Linked DNA regions of Mus musculus: regions 1 and 3 are each linked to region 2. A link is a contact called in public Hi-C and HiChIP or PLAC-seq data. All regions are on one chromosome and are shown on one strand. The core of a region is the stretch at or near the end of the contact, and the rest is flanking DNA. Distances in the headings are between cores, read along the strand shown. Region 1 holds the start of Osbpl8 (oxysterol binding protein-like 8). Region 2 holds the start of Ppp1r12a (protein phosphatase 1, regulatory subunit 12A). Region 3 holds the start of Phlda1 (pleckstrin homology like domain, family A, member 1).

The links. Hi-C and Micro-C count contacts between places; a contact is called where the count stands out from the background. HiChIP or PLAC-seq counts read pairs in DNA pulled down with a chosen protein or histone mark.
Region 1: a contact with region 2 is called in an H3K27ac HiChIP or PLAC-seq map of bone marrow-derived dendritic cells, with 5 times the contacts expected there. The contact joins the promoter of Osbpl8 here to the promoter of Ppp1r12a in region 2. A contact is called at or near these places in 1 of 39 promoter capture datasets (the C10 cell line), 1 of 484 Hi-C or Micro-C datasets (B cells) and 2 of 115 datasets of contacts at active chromatin or transcription factors (astrocytes and bone marrow-derived dendritic cells).
Region 3: a Hi-C map of B cells shows a contact between it and region 2, with 7 read pairs. The contact joins the promoter of Phlda1 here to the promoter of Ppp1r12a in region 2. A contact is called at or near these places in 2 of 484 Hi-C or Micro-C datasets (B cells and CD4 T cells).

Annotation. Positions count from the first base shown.
Region 1 is chr10:111,162,130-111,166,394 of GRCm38.p6, reverse strand. Osbpl8 (oxysterol binding protein-like 8) reads right to left here and starts at 1,593. Exons shown (of 24, transcript NM_175489.3): 1 at 1,199-1,593.
Region 2 is chr10:108,160,332-108,164,089 of GRCm38.p6, reverse strand. It overlaps Ppp1r12a (protein phosphatase 1, regulatory subunit 12A), which reads right to left and starts at 1,992. Exons shown (of 25, transcript NM_001368736.1): 1 at 1,454-1,992. The coding sequence starts at 1,690. It overlaps Gm40754 (a long non-coding RNA gene), which reads left to right and starts at 3,653. Exons shown (of 4, transcript XR_872014.2): 1 at 3,653-3,758.
Region 3 is chr10:111,503,746-111,507,903 of GRCm38.p6, reverse strand. It overlaps Phlda1 (pleckstrin homology like domain, family A, member 1), which reads right to left and starts at 1,618. Exons shown (of 2, transcript NM_009344.3): 1 at 256-1,618. The coding sequence starts at 1,499. The coding sequence ends at 282.

The DNA.
Region 1 (4,265 bases), core at 344-2,843, 3.0 Mb before region 2:
CAGCATTTTAATAATCTCACTGCAAAACAGGTTCTAGCAAGCACAGCAACTGATCCCAGTCTCTCGGCATGATCAAATTTAGATGAAACCCCAGGGGAAGAGAGAGCGTAACAAGCAATTTACCTATACCTCAATTGTTCTCTGGAATTCTTCAAGAGGCAAAAACTATTTTAAATGGTTATCTTGAAAGACCTTTAATTGCACTAATTTGGGGCTGCACTAATTTGAGGTTGTTTACAGTGAAATTACTTTGAAGAATTCCCTGCTAACCCAAGGTATTCTAATACTACTGTTACTTAAGTCTTCCAGCAGCAAAAAGGCACAAACTTCATTAAGTTATTGAAAGCAGATATGCTATCGTCAGATAAGTGTTCCCATCTGTTTAGAGACGAACCCAAGTTAACTTATTTCAGACGGCATTTAGTTAAAATGAAATTAGGTTATGTTTCACGACGCAGATGTCGCTCACAAAGAAGTGTTAAATGACTTTAGTGAATGGAAAATCTGCATCTACTGTTGCTTCGCATCAGCCGGTCTTGAGTGGGTTGCTCAATGAAGCAAAAGCATGCTCCATATGAAACTCCCTGGAACCTGATTACACTCTCCACAGCTTAGCCGCAAACAAAACGTAAAAAAAAAAAAAAAAAAAGTGCAACGAAGACACCGCCTTTTCTCCAGTGTGGCAAGAAGGCCAACGGAGCTGAGGTTTAAGGAACACCGCGACAGTCTCTGCAAAGGCGGGTGCGGTCCGCCTGCGAGCGGCACAACCTCTTCAGGGGCTGTCACAGGAAAACCCCAAGCCTTGCCTTAACCGCCCGGGGCGACAAAGCGCCAGGTTTTCACCCCCTGCGCGGGGGGCTTCCGGCGAGCCCCGGCGTCGCCCTGTCAAACTTCGGGAGGGGCAGACACACTCGGGACCCGGAACGCCGCCGAGCCGCCCCCGCCCCCATCCCAGGTCCCCACTGGGCTTTGTACCGCTGCAGACGCACCTACCGCGGGCCCCAAAAAACACGCCACCCCCGCCAGCCCTGCCAATCTCCCTCTCAGAAGGGACAAAGGAGAGGCAGGAGGGGAACTCGCGGCGCGGGGTACCCACGAGTGCCCACAGCCCGAGCTCAGAACGTAGGACTGAGGGACTACAGTCACCCCAAAAGGCACGACTCCGCTGCTCCCCAACACCGGGCTGAGCGCCACTCACCGATGCGGAGCCCCAGAGGAGGCGGCCCGCAGGGAGCAGGCTTCCGTGGGATCACAGGGACGCCGGAGTCCGGGGCCTTAGTGTCCGGTGGGACCCCCCCTCCTCAACTTCTCTCGGCTGCGGTCGCCCGCGGGAACTGAGAGCCAGCCCGGACGGAGAGCACAGGCGAGCCGCGGCGGGGGCTCGGCCCGGAGCGGCGAGCGAACTCGGGCTCCTCCGCCCGCGGGCCAGGGCGGAACCTCTTCCTTCTCTACCGCTACCGCTCTCGGCGGTGGCCGAGTCGAACGCCGCTGCCGCCCCGGCTGCCGCTGCCGCTGCCGCTGCCGCTACCACCGCCGCCCAGCTGGGAGCGCGTCGCAGCAGAATGCTGTCATCCGCCCTGACACCGCCTTTCTGGGCGCCGCGAGCCGCCACCAGCCTTCACATCCCAAGGCCCGCCCCTCTCGCAGCCCCGCCCCCAGCCCGGGCCTGGGCCACGCCCCCTTCCCGTCACGTGACGCCGCAAGGAGGCGGTCCCCGGGTAGCTTCTGCTGGGCGGGCGCGCAGAGGCAGCTGCTGGCAGCTCGTGGTGATGGCGAGCTGTCATGTCACCTCCCCTCCGCTCCCCTCCCCGCCCTCGAGGTTCCCTCTCAGGAAGCCCTGGGGTGGAGGGCCGGCTACCCGCAGGTCTCTGAAGTGCTCGCTGGGCAGGACCCGCCTCCCGACCTCTGGCCGGGCCCACAGAGGAGGCTGCCAGGAGAAATTGGGGCTTGAGAAGCAGCCAGGAGTCCCTGCTGCCTAAGTTCCAATGACACGTTCACTGTGGTGTCTCATTAGCTGTTGGCCTCACAGGAGGTTTGAGATGTAGACTTCAGTCACGCTGGGATGAAAATAGCCTAGCAGGCTTTCTTGTTATTGTTCCTAGTCATGTTCAGAATCCTGGGTGCCAGCTTTTACAGTCATGAAGTTTTACAGTGAGGTTGGTGACGGTTTTAGCGACGTGGCAAGTTGATAGTACCTCTCAATTTGAACAGAAAGCCTAATTTAACTCTTCGGATTTTGTTGTTGTTGTTGTTGTTTTGTACCTCAACTCTTGGCTTTTTTTGTTTTTTGTTTTTTTAACCATGACCCCAGAAATCCCTCCCCATCCTGTGGAGAGGAAAGGGGCAGAACTCATCACTGGAAGAAAGCCAGTTACAATACAGAAGAAGAGAAAAGCGACCTAACAGTGCAGAAGGAGGAATGAGCTGCCTCTAACAAGGCCATTCTCTACGATAAAAATTCAATTCCTTATTCCTTTATCCTTCTACTCTGGAACCAAGAATTTTTTTTTTAACTTTACACAATTTCCATTACATTTCTTGACAGGAAATCAGATGACATTCTGATCGTTTGGATACTTAAGTAGGCCATAGGATTCTGCCTGTTACTGATGTATTTCATAGCAGCTCTAAAAAATTTGCAGACGTGGCCATTTTGTTGCCCAAAGAAAGAGCAATTTACTGCTCAGTTAAATAATGCCAGGCCGCTGATCTTTAAAACACATCTTGATGCAGCTATGTTAACATTTGAAAAACAATTAGATTTTGTCATGAAGGACTGTTCCAATGAGGGAAAGATTCTGCCACATTCTTCTGTTAAGAAACCTAAGAAATTATATTTGTATTTTACATAAACATAAGGGAAGTTTATTGTTTTCTTGTTTTGTTTGTTTTTCTTGCTTGATTGTTTTGTTTTGTTTTGTTTTTCAAAGAGACAGGGTTTCTCTGTGTAACCCTAGATGTCCTGGAACTCCTTCTGTAGGCTATGCTGGTCTCAAACTCACAGAGAGCTGCCTGGCTCTCTCCTTTCTGAGTGCTGAGGCAGTGCAAGGCAGGAAACATTGTTATGTGATGGCGGTAACGTTCCAGTTTATCAGCAGATTGAAATGTCACTTATCTGAAGCAATGCTGTTTTTTTCAGACTAACAAAAGCCAATGTCATTTTTTAATGAATTGGGTTTTAATGAGATATAATCTAAAAGATAAGAATGCATAATATCTAAACCAAGCAATAATCAGTTCGTGGGAGGCTGGAGAGATGAGGCAGTCAAGAGTACCTGTTCTTGCAGGTCCTGGTTTCTATTCCCAGCACCCATGTGCTGGCTGGTGGGTCCAGGAAATCCCACCTCTTCTGACCCCCTCAGGCACAGGGCATGCACATGCAAGCAAAACACCCGTACACATAAAATAAATCTTTTTTAAAAGTTACCTTGTGAGTAGCTGGCCATAACAGCCCATCTCTGTAGAGTTTAAGACCAGACTGTTCTTTCTACATAGCAAGTTCAGGACTACATAGACTCCTAGAGAGACCCTGTATTTAAAAACAAATAATCAGGGTAAAAGTATGTCCCTTGTTGTTATTTAAATTGTATTTCTTACTGTGACCTGCAGTTAAATATATTTAAACAATTTTCCTAGAATATTAGATAACAAGAAAAATATACCTTCTTGGCTGTTTGGCTGTTTCCTTTGCTTTCACCCTGAGAATTGAAATTGAAGATTGCAACAAAGGAGGCGGCAAATTGCTTTGCCTAATTCCCTTCTGCCTCAGCCCCAATTTCTTCAATTGGCCTTTGAAAATCTGGCCATTTCTGCAGTGTAAAAGAGGGTATGAGCAATAAAGAGACCTACATTAGAGACGTAGCTAATTAGATATGTATCTAGATAAATTACTGTACCGCCAGTTCTGATAAGAGTCGGGCTTTTGACTACAAACTCATTAAGGAGTGGTAGCTTCCCCACCCCACCCCACCCCACCCCACCCCCATCCGTATACTAAGGATTACACAGATTCCTGACAGACTAGTTGTAGCTTTTTAGTTTCACTTAAAAAGAGAAAAAAGAAAAGAAAGTGAGGTGAACTAGGAGGGTCTCAAGAGTTTAAGTCACATAGTGACTAGGCTAAAGACCTGAGTTTGATCACTGGGACCTACTAGGGGGGAGTCTACGCCCATAAGTTGTTTTACACCAACACACACACACACACACACACACACATGCATATACACATAAAATAAATGTGGGTTTTTAATTTTTTAAGGCTAGAG
Region 2 (3,758 bases), core at 743-3,242:
ACAAAGGCTACGCCAAGCTTGATATGTGAATTTGATTAAATAAAACTTTAAATGGTCATCACTTATTAAAGCAGGAAACAATAAAAGGAAAATGCCTCCATACCATGTCTTTTTAAAAGGTATAAAGTTAACAGGCACAAAATAATAAAGTTTAGGTACAAAGTGCGGAGCCTTAGGTTTCAACCTCTGTTTTTAACCACACTATTATTCAAAATAGAGCTATGCTCTCCCACACAACCAAGAGGAGTCTGAGGGGAGCGGGAAAATTCTTTTTCACTGTAAATTTCCTAGTAATTCCAAGTTTCTTAATATGAAAATAGAAAGAATCTGTCGTGGCATCTATTACCAGCACTTTAAACTTGCTTTTCAAGCAGAACTCTAAGGGTTCTGTTGCTTTTGGCTTGTTAAAGGCAAAGCAACATTATCTCTGGATTGCCAATAGTTTCTCCTTATTTGGCTAACATTGAGAGATCCCAATCGGACTACTATAAAACTTTAACATGCACAAAGCATCCATTTTGAGAAAAGGTTGTGATTAGCTTTGGTTTTTTTTTTTTCTCTCCCCCTCCCCACCACCACCACCAAAAAATAAAAAAATAATAATAATAAAGTTTGGCAACTGTCTTTGAGGAGTACACAGTGTTTATTCCCATCTTCCCTAGCCCCGGTGTGCACTCCAGGAGCCAGGACTCAGGGATCTGTGACTGCGACCAACTTCGAGTACAGGAACCCATAGACTCCAGTTACGAGGTGGGCAAGCCCACTCGGGAAGACTTCCCTTATCAGATTCACTACCAATCCCCTCTCTTTCAGCCACTCCGGATTAGCTAATTACACCCCGTTTCCCCCTCCCCAGTGACCAAGAGTAATAAAGGAGAAAACAGGAAATCGTTCGCTCGGGGCACCCGGCTTTAAGGGTTCGGGCTTTAAGGGTTCGGGATCACTAATATCATCATCCTCATTTGTAATCAAGTCCTAAAAATGTACACCAACACCAATGCCCACCTCCAGGCCAGTGGGCTCCATCTGCCCCAAGAGTCCCTGTTAGTGGATTTTTTTTTTTCAACAACCCTCCCCGCCCCACGGTCTATCACTGACACCGGGCCTCGGCACAACCCATTACTCTCCGGCTCGGCTTGACCCAGACTACCAGACCCAGACACATGTCCACAAATGGCCCTGGAGGCCCCCAAGAGGACCACAGTCCATTCTGCCCCGCGCCCAGGAACATCGGCCGGGTCCCCCCCCAAACTGCACAGGCTGCGGGCGAGCGGCTCTGGAGGGGGGCCCGGAGCCCCGCGCCCCAGCCAGCCTCCCGCGACGGAGCCGCCCCCTCACCCGCAAGCAGGGAGTCTCCCGCCACCCCCCGGCCTCAGCCCCGGCCCCGGGCGCGAGCACCACAGCGGGCCCCGGGGTTCCGGGGTCCGGATGAGGGGACGCCGGGCACACAGACCTGGTGCAGGGCGGTGAGTCCGTCCACATTGGCGTAATTGATGTCGGCGCCGCGGTGCAGCAGCTTGAGGACCTCGTCCGTGTCGCCGCTGGAGCAGGCGGCGAGGAAGACGGCGCCATCGTCGAACTTCACCTTGGTCTTCTGGCGCTTCACCACGGGCGGCTCGAGGTCCGTCTCGGAGCCGATCCAGCGCTTCAGCTGCTCGTTCCGCTTCTGCTTCGCGTCCGCCATCTTCATCCCCTCTCCAGCCGCCGGCTCCTCTTATCGCGAGCTGGGGCGGGGGGGAAGGGGGCGGCGGCGGCGAGGGGACGCCGCCGGGGGGAGTATGCGACCGCGTCGGCGACAGAAAGAGAGAGAGAGAGAGAGAGAGGGGCCGGAGCGGAGCGGAGCCGCGAGCCGGGGAGGAGACGCTCGAGACTTCCAGTATCCCACAGAGCACTGGGGCGAGCCCGGCCGAGCGGGCCTCTCTTCCTACCACAGACGCCCTCCCGCCCCCGGCACGGCCGCCCGCCCGTCAGTCCGTCAGCCGCGGCCCGGCTGAGCGTAACTTCGCGAGATCGCGGCCGGGGAGGCGCCCTGCGGCCCAGTGCGCATGCGCGCTCCCGCCTCGGCCTGGGCCTCGGCTTCGGCCCGGCCCAGGAAGAGCTCGGGGGCCGAGCGCTGGCGGGGGCGCTACCGGAGGGAAGCGGGTGTGGCTCTGGCAGCCGGGGGCTGGGCCGCTCCTGGAAGGGAGGAGGCCGGGAAGGAAGGTTGTCTCGTCCGGCGGGACCGAGAGCTCTAGAGGCAGCCGGGTCGGGCGGCGAGGCGGGACCGGGCTGACCTGCCTGCCTCCTCCCGGGCTCGGCGGGCCGCGCGAGGCGTCTGCCCGGGGCGGAGGGTTTTCCTATTGGCTGCGTGATTTGAATGGAGAGGACACGGGTCGTGCATTAGGTGCTTGTGGGGGTTGCTCTTCCCGAGGAACTCGGGGGGAAACCCGGGCGATCCTGATGAGAGCGTTTTAAAAGTGGGGTCGGAGTCGTCTCCACGGCCCCGGTGGCATTGACCGAGGTGATCGCCTACTGGCAGGGGATGGTGACCTGCGGTTAATTGCAGTGGCTTCCTGCAAACACCCACTGCAGAAATGTCTTTCCTCTTAGGCTTGCTCAGTATTGTTGTTTTGTTTTTCCCCCGTCTTTAAGCCTGTTTTGATTTCTTCTTCCTCCATCGCTTTTCGGCCTGGGTGGCACTGCCCATGAGGGCTAGTTCAGCCTTGTTAACTGCTCCTGACCTTTTAAGGGATTTACGGTTTCAGCTCCATTGCTTTCTATGGAGTAAAGACCCGGCTGCGTCTAGAATTCAAAAGGAATGTGGACGAAGGCAGTTACTTCGACTGATATTTATCCAGTACATGTCTAAAAAGTCGTGACTTCCTAGGCTCTGAAAATACAGTAAATACGATTTATTTGAGCCCATTTCTTAAATTCTTGTGTTGCAAAGAACATCATAAGGAGATTTTAGCTTTGCCTTTTCTAAACACTCTCCCGTCCCATACACTTTAGATCTATAATGTCATAAAACCCTACCACTGGTCCTTTTTGGGAATCCTGTAGACTGTGAACCCCCCCACCCCCAAAGAAAATAGTTGCCTTGCCCCTAACCGCCTCCCAGTGCTGGGAATACAGCAGTGAAAAGTTATTTTCTTACTCTTCAGCATGTTGCCTTTCTGGTAGATTAGAATAACTGAGTAAAATATGCTGGGGGAACCACCTTATAGAACTGAATATTCTGAATTTCAATGTTAGGAATAGTAATAAAATCCAAGCTAAGATAAAACTACTTCCTTGAAACACAAAACGAGTGTGCCACACATGAAATACATCTATATCTTCATAAAATGTATTGAGGATCATACCACTAGACCTCTGCACAACAATGAGAACAGTGGTGTTTGGTACTGAATCATCATCATCATCTTCTTCTTCTTCTTCTTCTTCTTCTTCTTCTTCTTCTTCTTCTTCTTCTTCTTCTTCTTCCTCCTCCTCCTCCTCCTCCTCCTCCTCCTCCTCCTCCTCCTCCTCCTCCTCCTCCTCCTCCTCCTCCTCCTCCTCTTCTTCTTCTCTCTCTCTCTCTCTCTCTCTCTCTCTCTCTCTCTCTCTCTCTTTCTCTCTCTCTCTCTCTTTCTTTTCCAGATACGGTTTCTCCATGTAGATCTGGCTGTCCTGGAACCCACTTTGTAGACTTCAAACTCAGAAATTGGCCTGCCTCTGCCTCCCAAGTGCTGGGATTAAATCTGTGTGCTACCACCATGGAGCAGGGTCATGAATTT
Region 3 (4,158 bases), core at 369-2,868, 3.3 Mb before region 2:
AACAAGAGTGATCACCACGGTGGTGGGTAGGTGGTCCCCGTGCCCTGCTCCCTGGCGGAATTCCTCCGGCTCTTCTCTCCCCGCCCTGCCTCTACAAGCTCCGGCTTGCCCATCTTCTTTCCACCTCTCCAGAAACTTGAAACGATTTTTTTTTTTAAACTTTGCTTCGGGAGCGAAATCGGTCAACAAGCTTCCTACTCTTCCCAACAGCCATGCTGGCACGTTTCTAGGTGTCCCAGGTTGCCAGGACCTTACCTTGAGTGGCCCGGGTGCCGCCCTCTTCAGGCAGAGTTGGAGGTGCTGCGGAGAAGCCGGTGACCCTGCGGCTGCGAGTGAAGAGGCTGGTGCGCGTGCTGGAGTTGGTACGGGTGAGGGTGAGGGTGAGGGTGCGGGTGCGGGTGCGGGTGTGGGTGCTGGTGCGGGTGAGAGTAAGGATGAGGATGCGGATGCGGGTAGGAGTGGAGCTGTTGGGGTTGGGGTTGGGGCTGAGGTTGGGGCTGAGGTTGGGGCTGGGGTTGGGGTTGAGGCTGGATCTGCGGCTGGGGCTGGGGTTGGATCTGCGGCTGGGGCTGGGGTTGGATCTGCTGCGTCTGCGGAGGCTGCTGCTGGACCAGGTGCTGCTGCTTCTGCCTGGTAGACTTGACCGCCAGTATGGCCTGGCGATTTTTGTACTGCACCATCTGCAACGTGATCTCGGCGTTCCAGCCCTGGTCCTGGGGGCACCGAAAGTCGATCTCTTTGCCCTCCGTCATCACCACAGTGAAGTACATGTACTTGCCCTTGCGCTCCACGCAGTCTACAGTCTTCATATTGGAAAAGTGCAATTCCTTCAGCTTGACTGGTGGCTCAAGGCTGGCGACGGTGGGGCCACTAGGTTGGGACGGTTCGGCCGTCCCCTGCCCGGGCTGTTGCTGCTGCTGCTGCTGTTGTAGCTGCTTGGGCGGTATGAGCAGTAGCCCTTCCTCGGTGAGGATGCAGCACTTTTTCTTCCAGAGCTGCAGCAGCCCGTCGCTTCGCTTTTCCAGCACTCCTTCCTTCAGCGCCTTGCAGCCGCTGTTCTCCAGCATCCTTCCGGCATAAGGGGTGCTGCTGCTCCGCTCGGCCTTCAGGCTTCCAGACGCTCCGGCTGGGGGTAGCAGTAGCAGCCCTGCGCCGTCCTCGCCCCAGCGGCTTCCGCGGCCGCCCGCCCGGAGCGCGCAGAGAAGGCTGACTCGCAGGAGACAGAGCGGTGGCGGCGGCGGCGGTGGCTCGGGGTCCCGGCAGAGGGACAGGCGCGTCCTGACTCGCCACAAGATCCCGGAGCCGTGAGCGGGCTGCTCTCTGCCGTCCTCCGGCGAGCGCTCACTGAAGGGCACTGGCCGGGGCCCCTCGCGGCGCTTTTCAATGGGCCACCCTCCCCACCCCCGAGTGACACCCAGCGGAAAAGGCGGCTCCTGGCGCCCGCGCCGCGGGGGAAAACCCAGCTCCGAGAGGCGCTCGGCAGCCGGCGTACGCCTCATTAACTTGGGGCCTTCCCAGAGCCCGCCGCGGACACGCCCCCCGCCGCCGGCTCCGCCCCAGCCCCGCCGCCGGCTCCGCCCCCGCCCCGCCCCACCGCCCACGGCCGCCCGCGCCGCCTGGAAGCAGGTTCTGGAAACTCCTGGAGGCTCCACGCGGTCGCTGAGGTCGCCGCGGCTGCCGGGCGGCGACTGCCGACGCCCAGAGGGCGCCGAAAAACCATCCCCCCACGGACCGGCCCTTCCTTAGCAGGTGGGCTCTCCGCTGCGGGGGTGGGTAGCAGATCCAGGCAGGCCTGGGGAGCCACCCCTGGGGTCAACGCGGAGCCGACTCCAGACAAGGGCATAAAACTTAGGGGACGAAGTTCCATAGCGGGCATTACCCCCCCCCCCCCCATAGCTATGTAAACATCTCAGGGAACAAAACCCAAGAGTGCTTCGAGCTTTTTTGTTGTTGGTGTTGTTCAGCCATTAAATAAATAGTTGTTCCTGGGGGCAATTAGCTAAGGCAAAACAATAAAGCTACCAGTTTGTAGTGACAGGGAAATAAGGGTGGACTCACTCCAGGTATACATTCTTGACTTCCTTTCCTGCCACAGAACACAGGCAAAATAGCCAGACTCACCAAGCGGTTTTTGTTTTTGTGAGTGTATGTTTTGCTTGTGTGTGTGTAGTACGTATTGTATGAGAACGCAGGTCAGAAATCAGCAGATCCCTAGAACAGGTTCTGGGAATTGAACCTCTGCGAGGAGTGCCATCTCTCTAGGCCCTCGGGTTTCCTTCTAGATCAGACCTTGCAGTCCACAGCAGTAGCAGGGTAGGCAGATGTCCAGCATTGGGAGGTCATACACACAAGCCTTGGCGAATGTCCTACAAACACCTGTGGGAATCTGACTCTGGAAAGTCCTAGTCTCCGTCTTGCCTTTAAACCTTTCCTGATAAGGTAGACTATAAAGCACAGATCTAGTCTCCAGTTTGGGAAAATAACCTCTAAGCCTCCTCTCACCATAAGGAGATAGGACAAAACAGGCTGTTGGTCAGACAAGGGCTGCTGCCACACCGCCAGGAAGAATCAGGAATCCAATCGAAGAGAATGTCGAGGATGAACTATTCAAAGTCTTTCGTGTGTCGTGCTATGAAACTCGAACTTAATCTGAGAGCTAACAGAAATGTCTTCTCGAAAACAGAGTTCTTGGACCTTCACCCAAGGTTCTGATCAAATGGACCAGTTCAAAAAAAACAATTCTGAGTCTTACATTTGGACTCATTTTACAGCCTTTCGTTTTTGTTCCCCATTCCCCCCCCCCCCCAAAAAAACAAATGTAAAGATTTCTAATGTGATCATGCATAAGCATTATCTTTGTGTATACCAAGAATAGACTTGTAATTCTGATTACTAACCACCTTAATTTCTTTCCCCCACCTCTGTAGAACAGGTCAGCACTCCAGAGTTCCTATACTACCAGCTGTCTTTTTTCAGCAGAACAGCATTCTCTTGTTATCTGGAAAGTGCATTTATAGTATCCAGAGTCCCTAAAGCCAGGTAGAGGTTTGTAGCCAACACAGAGAGGCATAGTTGAGAAAGGTATCCCATTTGGAAAAGCACTGAACTGTGAACTGTAGCCCAGTTTACCAGGCACTATTTTTCCTAAAACAGTTGCAAATGCCCAGTCATCATAGATTTCCAACGTGTTCACTTCATTCTGACTAAAGACTTTAAAATTCCCTGATTCCCTCTGGCTGTTTCACAATTAGTATTTCTGTGGTAAGCTATGTGTACATTGACCACAATAAGTTCCATTATTGGAAATTTAAGTTTCAGAATTTTGTAGCCTGAAACTCTGCTCTGTTTATTTCAACTGCCACCTCACTTAACTGGCTAGAGAGACTTTTTCCTAAAGAAAACAAACAAACAAACAAAATCCTCAAAAGATAAATCGTCAGAAAATGCAGGAAACATTAAAAATGTTTTCCTTTACATAATTAATGGTTCATTCAACTTGTTTTTAAGGTGTTCTGTTTTCCACCTTCCTGGCATAGCCAAGTACTTATTGCCAAAGAGTGAAGCAGATTCCCCAAGCTAGATACTCAGTAGCTCTTATAAACGCCTGATACTCAGTAGCTCTTATAAACGCGCCTTTGACTTTAAGAACTGATCACGGAAAATGGGATATTTTACTTAAAAGGACCCTGAAAAGAAAACTCTAGTTACCATGTAACTAGGAATCAGTAAACATACAAAAGGTCTTCTGGGATGAACTGGTTTAGACACTAGAGCTCCAAGCCTTAGGACCCAATTTCATGAAAATGTCTACTCAGGACACACCCACTGAGGACTCTAAATACACCACCTACATGGCAAGCAGAGAACGAATGCATTCATCACCAGCACCCTGCACTCTGATGGACAAGGGGCCTAGACAGCTCAGAGGGCGGGAGGGAGGGAAGCAAGGTCGGGTGTGGGCAACAGACCAGCTCCGTGCACAAGCTGTGTTCTGCCGTAATCCCAGACCTCGCTTCCCAGTTTCCTGTGTCATCAAGGTTTTTTTTTTTTTTTAACTACTTCAACACATGGGTCATAAAGATTGCAAATGCGTTGAGAACACGTGCCTTTCACCATTCTTTCCTCTCAGTACCTAGCCAGCAAACCCTATCTGCACTT